2 separate regions of the Danio rerio genome follow, and region 2 is linked to region 1. The links are chromatin contacts, called in public HiChIP or PLAC-seq maps. All regions are on one chromosome and are shown on one strand. The core of a region is the stretch at or near the end of the contact, and the rest is flanking DNA. Distances in the headings are between cores, read along the strand shown.

What was found. HiChIP or PLAC-seq counts read pairs in DNA pulled down with a chosen protein or histone mark.
Region 2: an H3K4me3 HiChIP or PLAC-seq map of embryo shows a contact between it and region 1, with 11 times the contacts expected there. The contact joins the enhancer-like site here to the promoter of znf423 in region 1. A contact is called at or near these places in 3 of 18 Hi-C or Micro-C datasets (caudal fin and embryo) and 3 of 4 datasets of contacts at active chromatin or transcription factors (caudal fin, embryo and gastrula embryo).

What each region holds. Positions count from the first base shown.
Region 1 is chr18:19,168,993-19,176,673 of GRCz12tu, reverse strand. It overlaps znf423 (zinc finger protein 423), which reads right to left and starts at 4,963. Exons shown (of 8, transcript NM_001080030.1): 1 at 4,762-4,963. The coding sequence starts at 4,801. It overlaps LOC101885646 (a long non-coding RNA gene), which reads left to right and starts at 4,719. Exons shown (of 2, transcript XR_222491.6): 1 at 4,719-6,143; 2 at 6,314-7,681.
Region 2 is chr18:19,430,763-19,438,443 of GRCz12tu, reverse strand. si:ch211-212o1.2 reads right to left here. Exons shown (of 6, transcript NM_001080164.1): 4 at 6,231-6,375; 5 at 4,214-4,426. Among named protein-coding and RNA genes, the nearest start is that of si:ch211-212o1.2, 49 kb to the right of the region's middle. Within about 2 kb of position 4,388, at least 3 of the 62 cell types and tissues checked have an H3K27ac peak or open chromatin away from gene starts, as enhancers often do.

The DNA of each region.
Region 1 (7,681 bases), core at 3,714-6,213:
TTAATAAGGATTAATTTATTTAATTAAAAACCCAGAAAATTTTGTAATATGCAGACGTTTTTACCACAAATTAAAACCATCATATTTATTGTAATATTTACTGTGATGTACTTTTACATTTATTTTCTTTATTTATATTTACATTCCATTTATTACATTTATTAATGTGAAAACTCTAGTGTTCAGTCACATCCGTCAAAAATCATTCTATCACTTTTAGTTGAAAGAGTGATAATATTTGTTTGGGTTCTCTGATTAATAGAACTAGTAGATTTAAAAGACATTAAGTTGAAATAGTCTCATATTAATGTACTTACTGCTACTTTTGTAAAAATTTTATGTGCCCTCACTGAACCATTTTTTTTATTATAATTTTTTTTCAAATCACAAACCCCTGAACTGTATAACCACTTTCCACTTCGTAACATGGACAATTTGACAGGGCTAAATTATAAAATGAACCTAACAGAATGAAACGTCAATCAAACTCCTATTCTAGGTCACCAAAATGAACGCTCTAAATGTAAAAGAATACTTTCAAGACGTACTGCGACGTGTTTTTGAAACAAAAGTCTCCGCCGCTCTCGATGGACTAGGTGAAAATGGCTGCCATGTTTAATCTACATGGGTACGAGCAGCTTTGAGAGACTCTTTCTCAGTGCGTTGTTCCAGCACGTTTTAATCTGCCCTCTGCAGCAGCCCAATCCGGGTTCCAGAGCGCAGCATCTTAGAACGGCCGCGCTCCTCCGGGAAGCCCTGACAGGGGAGCCTTGGCTGGCAGGCTTGGTGGGGAAGGAAGAGGGGGGCGCAGGGAATGCCAACCACACAAACAGAATTAATAACAGCGGGCGTCAGAGCGACGCCTTCTCTTTAGAAGTGAAGCGTGGCATGGAGCGGGTCCGCAGCGAGCGCCGGTTCCGGGCCACTGAGCCCAGGACTTCTGATAAAGCGTGTGGCTAAGCCGGTACAATGGCAGAGCCTACGAATGAGCTCTTACATTAAGACAGATTCTTCCCCACAAAACTAGCAGGCAGGCTGCTGATAAGGAGTTGTCATTGGCAGACACACTGCCCACCAGGGAGAAACCCACATCCAAACCCACCCGCCTTTTCCTCCCATCACAGACCAGACGAATTACACCATGATCTCCACACCAATAGGGGTCACTGCTTTGAGATCTAACAAGGTGTAAGTATTTGACTTGAAAAGAAAGTTAAAGAGCAGCTAAAAGTGTTTTGCCTCTTAATATGGTGATACGAGTCACATCAACACCTAAAGAAAGCCATTAAAAAAAGACCTGAGCAGCTGTCAAACTGTGCTCAATTACACTTTTTTTCCTGGTTGTGATGAAATACTTTTAGAGTTGTTTAACTAATTGTTCATGCTGTAAAGTCAATAAAAACAAAAAACGCAAGAGCATAAAAATCAATTTTGTGGTTCATCTCCCATTACCTCAAAAATCACACCCTCTAACAGTCAACACACAGACTCAATAAATAGCTCGCTCTCAATCCTCACTTAAAACGCCTGGAAGCAAAACAGATGCCTTCTCAGTTTCAGGTGATTATATTTATTAATTAAAAAAATACAAGACAGTTTATTTAAATATAGCATTATCTCAGGAAAATGTTTTACAGAAAGAAAAAAAAACTCAGTTACTACAACAGAAAAGTCAATGGAAAAACAACCTAAAAATAAATTGAATCTATTATTCTAAACGAACCATCATTTGAAAATATGCAACAGATGCAACAAAGTGATTGGTTCACAAAAACTGGAAACAGCACACGAATCAAAGCACGAAATGAAAAACACAAATGCGGATCTATAAGAATGCTGGGGGATCTCGTTCCCTGATCTCTTCATCTGCGCAGCCCTATGGTAACTCACTTCAACATTTTACAACAGTCCACTGACCAATGAAACTTCACCGCCGTAGCCAAAAGCCTAGGTGACAATAAAAAGGCCATTTAATGCTAAAACCAGATGGTGTCAGAAAAGAAGGAAAAAATATGATGAAACCTGTACTACTACATTAACACACACCAAAACGATCAACATAATACAGTTTCATTGTCTCCTTCCTAATATTCTTACGAGTAACCTTGCAGCCCATGAAAAAAAAAAAGTGTAAGATAAGCATTTCAAATAATATCGCTGAAATCAAAAAACTGAAAACCTCAGCCGCTTACAGTCGGACAAATGCAGAGCTGAAAATTTTCACATAAGAAACTATGAAATGACCAAAATAATTATAACCATTTTTAATTGCCTCTTTGCCATCAAAAAAAATTAATACTTGCAGTCATGCTGTGCATCTATGTATGAAAAATTCTTCCTTCCCACAGTCCCTTACTTGTTCAAATTCACCACTCAAAATTTACATTCAAAACAGCAAGTAATTACTCAATTCCCAATCGAAATCCTTGGGAAAGGATACATATATCTGCAGGAAGAGCTGAATACATTTCTGAAAGACATAAACATACAAAGCAGGAACAAATTCGTCCACAAAACCAAAAACATCCTGGTGTCAGTGGGCAGAGGGGAGAAATAACGCCATTAGATTTTATTCTCAGTGAGCTTTAGACAAGCATCACTCAATCGTTTCTCCCTTTCATTAAATAAAATGTCCAATTTGAATCGGTCGACTGTAAACAACGGTGAAAAAAATGAAAATAAGTGCCCTCGTCGTCTCTCTTACTGTCGTGTGCATTCATCCCCCTCTTAATGTCCTGCAAATGAAGGGGATTTATTAATGTGTAATTAAGTAATAATCATCGCTACATAATGCATGAAACACTCATGGGGACGGTGGAGATATGAAACAGGAATGCCACAGCCGAGCACTCAGTGCATAGACACACATTAAAAAGGGATTAATTGAGAGAAATAATATTTTGATAAGCGCAGCTCCCTCTCCCCCTCTGACGAACGCTCGCTGTCTTTTTCCTCTCAAAATAATCTCTCTCTCGCTCTTGCGTGCGCGAGTAACACTGGCAATCACAGTTTCTAATGTAATGTGATGTGAGAGCATGACTTCCTTTACTGGAAAAAAAAAATACCCGGACTACCTTGACAATAGGCAATGGATTCTCAAGAAGCCCACCACCACCAGCAGCAACCAATGCGCCTGCATATGTTTACTACATCCCTAACACCTGCAGATTGCAACATATCAAAGCAGAAATTAATGACAAACAAGCTTAACCTCTGGATGAGCGAGCCAATACACAAGACACCGGAACATAAAAAAACATGAGTGATTTTTGTGCATACCACACTCAGACATATTGTTGGTGCCCTTCTAATCTCCAAGCATTCCAATCAAAGCTAAAGGTGCTGGGCTGAGATAGGGACAGAGCGAGCCTTGGTTACATATTTAATTGGCCTCTGATTGATGTGCATCGCTGAGTCAATACAATCACTGTTTACCCCCAAACCTCTGTGCTGCTGCAGGCCAACGCATACTCGATAGGAAACTGCAATAGTATTTGTTGCAACACAACAAGACATTTGCTTTAAATGTGCCTTTTATAAACAAAACAAACAAAAATAAAATTGGTTAATGCTAGCGGGGGGGGGGAGATTATGCATATTACAATAATCACTCTGCGCATGTGAAAAAATAAATATTACATTATTGATTACAGGGTCAACAGCCTGCACTTTTCTGCAAAACAACTCAACAACATTGTTTAGGATTGATCTGCACCCAGCAGGCTCTGTCAGTGTTAAATGTCTATGAGTGTATTTTCACTTCATCCACCATGAATATTATCCACTTACACTCTATGTAAACTTATGACCGTTTTTGTTTCTCCCTTGATGAACCTCTGCAGATTGCGGCCGTTAATTAAAACAAAAAACTGGTTATTATTTGGGGGAGGGGGTACTAATATGGGCCACATGGCCACCCGAAAGCCCATCTGGTTTCTATTGGGGTGACGGTGCCAAGTGATATCTCGACCAGCAGCACAATATCTGCTGATGGACAAGCTGAAATAGCAGCAGGCCTTATTGCTCCTAAATTCACCTGCCTGAAAGTGTTGAGTCTTGTAGGAGGGGCATGAATGAGATGGGACTGTGTGTGACTGATTCTGACATGTCAAAGTCACAACCGGGAATAAATTCAAGACAATAAACAGCAAAGAGGGGGGGAAAACTGCAATCTGAGGTCTGCAGAGAATCAAATTTCACTTACACTACAACAGACTGAGAGGTGTATAAAATGAGTGATGTAGGAATATACCTAATTAAAAGGTTATTCTATTAAAAATAAGGTTAAAATATCAATAAAAATAATATAGTTAATTTTTTTTATTTTAAATAAATAAAGTTTACATTTAAATGTAGTATATCGTATAATATTAATAATGACGTGATTATGATAACTATTAAGTTTAATTATAAAATGTAAATATAATTTATTAGAAATTGGGCTTTTTAAAAACATATTACACCTATTATTAATAACTAACCTATTTACATGTATTTTTTAGGTATAGCTCCTTGCTTCAGCTTATATGAGGTAACTTGTCCTCCCAAACACAAGACCTGCTGGCACCTGGCATCAAAATGAAAGAGCTTAATTTGATAATTATCGAAAAGCATGCCTAAAGTTTCTAAACATGGTGTCACTATTGAAAGCAAACCCGTAAAACGATGAATTTTCACAATCCCCGCCAGTTTTACCCAGGAAATCTCATTGGTCATGTGAGTTGTTCTGTTCCCTCTCGTACAGCAACATAAAACGCTTACCTTTAACGGAGCGCGGTTTGGCCTGCTTGCGTCTAGACATCTCCGTGTTAAGAGCAATATTTTACTTTCTTTAATCGGTATCTTGTCCTCTCCAAGAAATATTGACAGGTCACGCGCTGATACTTGGGAGATTTCTTCACTTTGCCTGTTGCAATGCGGCAACTTCAGTCTCGCTAGTCCAGAAGCGTGCAAAGGAAGAGAGAGTACGGCAATGGAAAGGGATATTCCAATGATTGAACTTCTCCAACCTGTAGATTTAACGAATAACTTGCGGCTTTCCCCGTTCTCGAGGCGCGAACGCTCTTTTGTTCCTCCGTAACGGTAGACGCTGACGGCGGAGCGGGCACGCGCGCTCAGAGTTTCGAGAAGCGGAGCGTGCCCAAATTACACCTGATCAGTAGCGAGAGGTGCCAATACTTGCCGATAATGTGGAGAAGCCACTTCGACGGTGTTTCGGAATTGATTCGCTATGTTTGTCCTCCTTTTTGCAGTTGTCGCAACTGTCTCTTTTCGTTGAGATCCGCCGAACCACCCTCCTTCGCTGTTATTTTTCCGAAGGTGCCACTCTCAATGGCATTTTACGCAGCATTTTACCTGAGGGGATTTTCTTCTTCTTGTTGTTTATCGTCCTAAAAGCCGTAAATATTTCTAGTCGCTAGCCTCTCTCTCCCTTTTTCTTTGTCCTGACTCTGGTCTTCCCTCCGCCTCCCGATCCGACTGCTGGCGGGGCTGCAGCGCAGACACACATAATAAAGCCAGGCTTGGCTGGAAATGTAGCCGTGTCCCAGCAGGAGGATGTGAGAGTAGGGTCCCGGCGGGGGAGCGCTCTGATCCCGCAGGGAGCTCCGCACAGCCTGGGTTGAGCAGACAGAGAGAGCCAACAGCACCAAACCATGGTCAGCCATGGAAACTACAGCTTAACTTGGAGCACGGATCGGGGCCAAAACACGGAGCTTCGAGGAAACTCTGCAGCGTGCAAGAAAAAAGACGGACTGGATTCGCTTTTTGCGCTCCTTGTACCGATGCCATCGTCTCGGGTTCACTCCAGCGTTTAACTGTCGATTGGATACCATGACATTTTGGTTATTTTGAACATTTAACATTCCTACGTCGTCTTTGTAATGCGTTAACCTGCGTTTAAAACGAACAGTTTTAGATTTAAAGGAATAGTTGGGCTCAGCCGAAAACATAAACAATGTCATCATTTACTCAACCTCACGTTCTCCCAAGCCCTTTTTGACTTTCTTTCTTTTGCTCAACACAAAAGGAGATATTAGGCAGTTTGTTAAGCCCTGACAGCCTCCGCCACCATTCACTTTATTACATTTTTTGTGTGTAAGTGAATGAGACTAAAGAAACTCATTCTGATTTAAAACAAGAGGGTGAGTATGATAGATTTCTGAGTGCATATATTGTGTCAGTGTTTGTTTATTTGTGTCAACATTAAATGCATGTTTAATCTGCATCTTTTTTTTATGGAGTCAGTCAGATGTGTTGTTTTAGTTATTTTGGGATACGTTTTAACTAAACTTCATTTAAACCCTTTTTCTAGGATTCCTTTTGGCAGTGTTAGGCCTTTTCGACAGTATTTTCAATCCCCACAGCGTCTGTCTGGCCGTTTGCATGTGCTGCTGAAGTGCAATTGCAGAAAGAAGATCATTTGTGCAAAAATCAACCTAAGAAATGGTCAAAATCACATGCGGTGCGCCGGAGCTGCTCAGCCGTTGTCATGGATAACATGGTGGGCACCCTGTCTCGGTCAGTGGGATGTCCTGCAGATTGAGCCAGGCGCCCTGTGGAGCCACGGAGCGGCCTTTAAAATTGACCCCCCGCAGAGGACCGGGGCCCCTCTTGTCTCGTCTGAGCGCACGCCTGGAGACCGCTTTTAAATGTGCTTCTGGTGTCCCAGAGAGAGAGGCCGCTGGCACGAAGGGGCGAAAGCTCACCGCAGTGGTCCCTTTTTCTTGGATAAATTCAAAGGAGGAAAATAGCCCACATTACAAGCTCCTTAAGGGTCAAGGACAGCCGAGACATGAATGGTTTGAAAGAGTGGCATTGTGAAATCACATAGCACACGATTACACCCTCTGTCATCTTTTTACGGATTTGCATTTTTCTTGCACCACAATGAACAGTTCAGAATAAGACTTACAAGACATGTGGATGAAATTAATTAAGACGCTGGAGAAAAAGAGGTGTGAACGACAAAAGCGGTGGTCCTGTTTGGAATAAACGCCGTTGCTATTTTAGGATGATTTTAATGAGTGGCAAAACATTTTTATTAGTATTATAATCTTTTCTTTTTTTTTTTTGTTTGGATCCCATTTGAAAAATATTGGACATTCAAAGAAGGAACAAAATCCTACGTCGGACGCAAAATAAGTAATGAAGGCATTTGCAACACTTCATTTCACTGCTAACTGAACTCAAATGGTCTCACTTTTGGCTAGTATTTCCCTCCACGCAGCAGGGATGGCAGTAGATTGATGCCCTTACATTATTCATGCAACAATTATTCAAAATTTAGCAATAACTCAACAGCGTTTTGTCCTTTCTCTCATCCGTCTCCTCTCTCAGCGTACCTAGGTATGCTGCTATTCTTATGCGACCATCATCCATTGGACAGTGCGGCCCCAGAAAACACCCTTAAACACTCCCCCATTGTACTGTCACAAGCCTGGAGAGTTCATGTTATATTTATGTTGCCTACAGCGTATTCTCTCTGTTCTGTTCTGTTCAGCTGAACTCACGCCAACTCCTCCAGGTCCCCCCTCCACAGACAATGTTACATCTCATTGGCTTTGCCCTAGATAGGCTATTTTTGTATGAAATAATTAGACATAACTGATTTAAATACTGCAAAGCCAACACTCTTTTGTCTCGTTAACAAAGTACAGGAAAGGCACATGCTTGTCATGTC
Region 2 (7,681 bases), core at 3,139-5,638, 260 kb before region 1:
AACGAAAAACTGGCAAAATAGGTTCCCTTTAACTATTTTTTGAAGTGTTACCCTGTATTTTATTAATGCATTGTGAAAATTACTGTTTATTTTACAGTAAGGATTAATGGTGCTGTAAATGTAAATATAGTATTCTTCCAACAATTAATTTACAGTAAACTACTAGCAAACTATTTCCAGTACGTTACAGTAGATTCTACATGAAATAGTAAACTATGCAGTTTTAAAATTTTCCAAATGGTCCCACAGTGATAGAATTATTACAGTCTTATATAAGTTTTAACGTGAAAGTAGGCAACTAATCTCAAAAAACTCAAAATATCCTAATATTTCCTTCAACATGCAGGTACAATGACATTCTTCAACGCAAGAGAATATGAATACAGTAAAATAACCCAGTAGCATTTGAAAGAACCTCACACCGTTCCTGCACCATGCCACCTACCACAGCACTGTTTCCACCAATCTCTGATTATGACATCATATGGCCATCTATCGCCCTTGTCTCTCAGTATATAAGCACCACACTGTTCTTTGGTCACGTCTGTGTCAGCTCCATGTGTGTGTGTGTGTGTGTGTGTACCCACTCTCTATAGTGACCCTTTTGGTGCAGGAGGAGAGCAGAACAGCTCATCATGTTTGTTTGATTTTTCATCTTTGTCAAACCCACACCGCCCCCCACCCCCCCTTTGCGCAGGCCTATTTGTTAGCACTGACAGCAGGTTAGCATTAAATATACATGGAGGTTGTCAGCCACTGGCACACACAAAGGCGGGTCCTGGCCCCTGGGGGACTCGGGCAGGGAGGGTGGAGGAGCAGGGCTCATGCAGAGAGAGACTCCCAAGCGTGCGCGTGTGTGTATGTGCGCGGAGCCTTTCCTCTCCCTTCATCAGCGTCTCCCGGTGGGATCAGGGAGCAGCAGTGGAAAGGAAGGAGGGAGGGTCAAAAGGACCGGTCTGTGCTCTGGAGCATGCGTGCGCACACACATCTGTCGTCCACTGGGGCGCAGGGTGACGCACAAGCATCCTCGCTCCCAGAGACACACGCCGCATACTGAGTGCTCCAGCTATCATGGGAGTTTAATGCCTTTACACACACACACATTTACGAGCAAACACACACACGATCAGCTGACTTTAAAAAAGTTATTTTAACCCACTCTCTACAGCTACTGGCGATGCAGGCCACGCTTCATGGAAGAATCCTTGCCAGATACTGTAGGTTAACATGATCAGCTACATTAAAGGCTCTCAGAAGTAGTTAACCTGCCTCATCTGAATCCAATCCAAACTCTTATTGTCAAGATGCCCACAGGACTAAACGATAGTACAACCAAAAAAAGGAAAATCTGTCATCATTTGTGCACAATCATGTTATTATAAACATGAAGAACGTTTCCAGTGTATTATACAAATGATGGCTCCTGTTTACACCTGCATTTCTGCTGCTTCAACCACCAGTGGATGATGCTAAATGTAAAAGGTCTAAAATGCTTTGAACTAGTTTAACTTTAACTTGGTGTTTAAATGCCACATTGAAAGCATTTAGTTATATGTTGTACATTTTTTTATCTACAGGGTTTTCATGCTTGTTAAAAGATTTGCATATTAGCAGTCTAATTAGGTGCATAAACTAATAAGCCGTGGTCACAATGCACTTTTTGCCCCATCGACTTCCTTTCATACAATTCGAATGCAGCAGACCAGATATGCAAGCTTGTGTGAAAAGTTTTGCAGTTCGCTGTGTTAAAACCTTGAAAAATCACGTCAAGTGACTCCATGAAACCAATCAAAGATTAAAACATGACTGCTCTGTACAGAAATTTAAAACATGGACCAATCGCTCGCTTTTTTAAATGTCTAATAATCATGTTTAATCCTGCCCCTTTTCTCAGCGCCATATGACAGAATTTTACAAGCTGAAACTCTAGTGTGACCATGGCATTACTCCTTCCAAGACTTCCAACTTTGGAAAAGTGACTGACGATTAGCTGAACTTCTAGACCTGAACTCCCCAGTGCTGCAGATTTGCCTCACACAACATTAGGAAAATTAGGCCCCGTTTACACCAATACGTTTTAGTTTTAAAAACAAATAGCTACGGTTACCAGAGTTTTCGAGTTTTAAAACACTGCTGGATGGGGGAAAGCAGAGACATCTAAAAACAGATGTGATTGGGGCTGTTTCTCAATATTAAGTCTTTGTTGTAACATAATATAATATATAAATATTAAGACTTTGCAAGTTTGAAATGGAAAACAAACTCCTGATGACATGTTGGGCAAATCTTCAAAGGTAACAACGTACTTTATAGCATCATTCACATCACCCTGGCTACGCTGTTTCACTTTTCTTAGCAATAAAATGAAAACATGATTTAAGAAACTGCCTATTTTGATTTTGATATTAACAACTTAACAGACACTAAAAATGTTGTGGTATCGTGTAGCTACATGTTTATTTGACCGTTATCTTTACTGTTCGTATATTTATAGCAAAATGGAGCCTATAACATTGCTGCCTCCTTTAATTTTTACTGAAAATTTTGAAACATACCCTCTCTTTTGCTGAATATCAGTTAATTAATAATAAAAAATGGCAATCAATAATACAATAGGTTTATACAATATAGGAAATAAAGGCAAGCAGCCAGTCAAATGTGCAAAATCAGTGTATGTGGTTACATAAATTAATATATTAGCCTAACTTATCTTTGTGCTCAGCCAAAATGTGTTACCTGAGAAAAAGTAATAGATTCAAAAGACAGAAGAGTCCTTAGAGACAAGATGAATTAAAAATCACGTTCAACAACATTAGTGAGATGACATCCATCAGTAGATGCTTGATAAACTGTCTGACAAGCGCTGCTCTCACCTGGGGAGGTGTGCTCAAAGCAACCGCTGACTGCCTGGAGCTTAGACGTGCGCATATGCTTCGGCGCATGCCAGAGTGTGTGTGTGGTCACGTGATGTGACTTTTCAGCGCTGCAGTGTGAATGGAGATCTTTTCAGAAACACTAGATGAAACGGCAGTATGGATGTGGATCATTTTTCACTCTAAAACACCATTTTTACAACTAAAACATATTAGTGTATACCGGGCCCTAAAACCCTCCCACCTATGCTACACAGGTCAAACTTCTAGCTCTGTTCCGGCCTAACTATTACAGTGCTCTTCTGAGAGGCTTTTTGGCCAGGCCTATCAAACTTTTACAACTAATCCAGAATATGGCGTTGAGAGTTAACAAGCCCAAAAAAATGAAAACAACTCTTTTCATCAATCTGCACTGGCTATTAATTGCTGCTCACATCAAAATTAAAAAACAAAAAGCACTGGCTCTGCACTACTTTACTGTAATACTAGTTTATAAACTTCTGGAGCGAGCATAAGTCTGAAGGAGCTTGTGCTCTACAAGCGAACAGTGCATTGTGGATCTCTCCTAAAGATGCACAAGATCAATTTTATTGACCTTTACCTTGACTGTTCCCTGCTTCAGGAATGACCTGTTCTGATCAAATGAATCTTTTTTCAACATTTGACAGTTTCTAATCTATTTAATATATTTCTATTTCTAACCAGTAACTACAAATCTATATTTCTAGCTACAAAATCCACAACAACAAAACTTGGCTCTGTGTAGTGCCTAAGCCTAACTAGGACTGGAATTAACCATTACATCTTGATGCTCTATTGCACGGATGTCAAACTCAGTTCCTTGAGGGCCACAGCTCTGCAGTTAAGGTTTAACCCTAATTAAACACACTTGATTAAACTAATTGAGTCCTTCAGACTTGAAACCTACAGGTAAGTGCTTAAGGTTGAAGCAAGTTTGAAACTGAACTCTGCAGAGCTGCGGCCCTTCAGGAACTGAGTTTGGCACTCCTCCTCTATTGTTTCAATTCAATTCATGTACAAATTTATAGCGCTTCTTACAATAATAATTGTTCCTAAGCAGCTTCACAAAAGGTGCACATTATTAGATTACCATCAAAATCAGAGAAAGTTATAATTTTAGCTAGCTCTAAAAGTGCCCTCCCCAAAAGAAGAGTGTTGGGACAACACTGCAGAAGGAGAATTTTACAAATGACACAACAGGGTTAACTGACACTTATGATGTACACTTTTTATGTTTATATATATTTATTCTATTGCATGATGACAATTGCCATTTTGAAGCTGGACTAGCCCTTTAAGAGTGCCTATCAGTAGTGTACCTGTAGTGATGCAGTAGTAAGTCTCATGCGGCGACACATGATGGATCCGGTGGTGCTTGCGGGGCAGCACTAGGTGGCAGTCCTGCAATAGTGTGACCCAGCGTGGCAGGTCGAAGTAGGAGTGAGCCCACTTGTGGATCTGATTAGTCATGGTTACAAAAACCGCCAACGCAAAAACAAAACATTCCCAGGGGTAGGACTCTGCAAGGGCATCTGGGAAAGACAGATAGCGTAAGGGAGAGGTGTAGGGAGAGATAGAGGAATAAGAGTGGAGAGAGAGAGATAGAGAGAGAGAGAGGGGGAGAGAGAGAGAGAGAGAGAGAGAGAGAGAGAGAGAGGGAGAGAGAGAGGGAGAGGGAGAGAGAGAGAGAGAGAGAGAGAAAATTATATGCAAATTAATACGATATGCCTTAAAGTGACAAACCTCAACCCTTTAGTTAAGTACTAGCCTAACCGTCAAGCAATCACATTGACCTTATATCCCTCTGACTGATCGGATCATCAGTGATTGATATTTTAGTGGAATAAAAGTCATTCTGTGGCATCAAGTGAACGACAGGAAAATCTCAAATGGGAAAAGGGATAAATACAGTCAAGCTCCAAAAAAAAGGCCAATTAAGTGGGTCCATACAACATGTGTGATATTCCAATGCTGTGTCTCAATCAGCACCACTAGCTCCCGAAGATCTTCATCAGTAGGTTGTGTGCAAGTATTTGGGCATTGATAAGAACAGGAGCTAGGTTCACTACACATTGGGTCATGACATGAAAACATCCTCGTCATCATCAAAACTGAAATTTATAAAATACAACAAAACTTATTGTTTTCATTTATTTATTTTAATATGTTTTAAAAGAACATTATAGCTAAATATTTGATTTGCTTCATGTGCAGGCAACATTTCAACAATTAAATAATAATAAACATTTGCTAGATTTTCCCTAACTTGCCTAGCTTTGTTCGTTCATGTTAAAAATAAATAAACAATAGATTGTTTTTAGAAAAATATCTCTCATTTGTCATTAAGTTTGATGGTTTAGACCACGTGATTCATATTTTGCACTTCTGAACTTCCTTTAACGGTGCATGATGTGTATCGCTATGCCTTGAATTTCACAGTGCGGGACCTAACAGGGTGCAAAAGTTTTAGTGAACGGAAAGAATTTTGCAATTGAGACAGCACTTAAAATTGCTGCCAACCTGGTTAGTGAATTGACTACTAAACAAGGGTGCCGATTGAGACGAACCCCAAGTTCTAAATTCAACAGCAGCTAATGCTTACTTTTGTACTAGTCATTTAATTTAAAAATAAACAAATCCTTGTGGATTTTAATAACTACATCTGCGTCTCTTTTTTTGGAGGCTGCTACTGTCCTCCGGAGGTCACATTTTCAGCCAGGCTTTCATACACTGAGGTAGCCTTCATGACTGAAGTTACATGTGTTTTTTTCTGCCAAGGCCACCCGGGGTGCCGAAATATAATTGGGTAAACTGGCAGAGGGCTGGGTTACACAGACCAAAACAATGCATTGCTTTTCAGATAAACAAGTATGTTCATTTAGCATGTTTTTTAATATCTGCTAACACTGGTATTTTTCTGCTTTATATTTTTAGCTTCGATCATATAAAAAAAAAAAAAAATGATGCACTCAAGACATTAAACTACACTTCTCCTCTGCTTTTATAAAGAGGAAAGAAATCCACAGGTTTGGAATAACATGAGTTAAAAAGATGACAATTAATTTTTTTTTGGCTGAGCTGTTCCTGTAACCCATGCAGGGTACAAATGGAACTGGGAACATTTTACCCTTTTCAAACCATATCCTCATTCGTCGATTTCCCAATTTTGAGGTATTTTAAGATGAATGTGGGACACATTGACGGCTCCAGGACAAGGAGTCTCACTCGGGTCACACTCATTGATTCTAAAATAGTCACGCTGACTCACTTTCACCACACGATGGAAAAGTGAGTGGATGTATGCAAGTGTGTGTGTGTGTGTGTGTGTGTGTGTACCTGGTGGGTAGGAGAGGAATTTATAGGCCATGTGGGCCAGAGGCAGGATGGTGATCATGCAGTTGTCTCCATTAGTCTCTATGAAGTCATGCCGTGTGATAGCCGTCGGATCAATGTGATGCTCCCGGAATGGGCGAATAAATGCCTGAATGGAAAGAGAGAGGTAAAGAGAGATGGGGGAGCAGAGGGAAGGGAGGTTAAGGTTCAATTGAAAAAAAAAATGGGTAGGGGTGTCTGGGACTGTGATTTAGATCCATTACCCAGTGGTAATGAATGGGTACGTCTATGATAAAGACAGTGCAGGGTCAGAATAGAAGCTACTGTACAGTTGTTTTAGTGCTACATACTGGATGTGCAGTTTGGGGTGAGAAAAGAAAAAGAGAAGTTCAATATAAAATGTTTCGTATAGCAACAAGACACACTGTTTAAAGTTTGATTACTGAAAATGAGAAAAATCTGCAAATCTCTTCAGAACAATTATTTCTGAAATCTGACACATTTGACACTCTTGCATGCTTTTTTCTTCTTTTACCCTGGCCAAATTGATCATTTTTTCTGTAACTTACAAGAATGACACAAAATGAATGAGCAGACTGGTTGTTTAGAAAGGTTTTGAAGTTTATGTAAAGCTTTTATTTCTCTCTCTTTAGAAGTGGTGTTTTAATTAGTATGTTGTACTTTAGTTGCATAAAGTTTGTCATAAAAATCTGTACAATTTGTTTCTTCAAATGTATTACTAATTAACACTGACAACATTCAGTTTACAGTAAAGTGCTCAGCATATACAAGTACACCCCCTCACAAATCTATCTTTTGAATTCACATTTTTAAATTAGTCAGTACTGTAGCCAAATCTGGAGCTAATCTAACAAAATAACTTACGATAACGGTTCAAAAACTAGGACACCCAGATTTATATGCTTTTTAAATTTATTATAGCAATATTTTGCTTGAATTTAATTGTATTACCTTTCAATTTCTAAATATGTTTGGTGACAAAAATATTATTTTAATAAATATATCTGTATAATTAATCACAGTATGTGGTTCGAGTCTCGGCTGGGTCAGTTGGCGTGTCTGTGTGGAGTTTGCATGTTCTCCCTGCGTTCGCGTGGGTTTCCACCGGGTGCTCCGGTTTCCCCCACAGTCCAAAGACATGCAGTACAGGTAAATTGGATAGGCTAAATTGTCTGTTGTGTATGAGTGTGTGTGTGTGTGTGGATGTTTCCCAGAGAAGGGATGCAGCTGGAAGGGCATCCGCTGTGTAAAAACGTGCTGGATAAGTTGGCGGTTCATTCCACTGCGGCGACCCCGGATTAATAAAAGGACGAAGCCAAAAAGAAAAATGATAAATGAATGAAAATCTGTTTTGTGTAAATGCACCAAAATACATTGCCAATATTCCCTGAGGTATGGATACAAATTTAAATTTTCAAAATGGGGTGTACTTA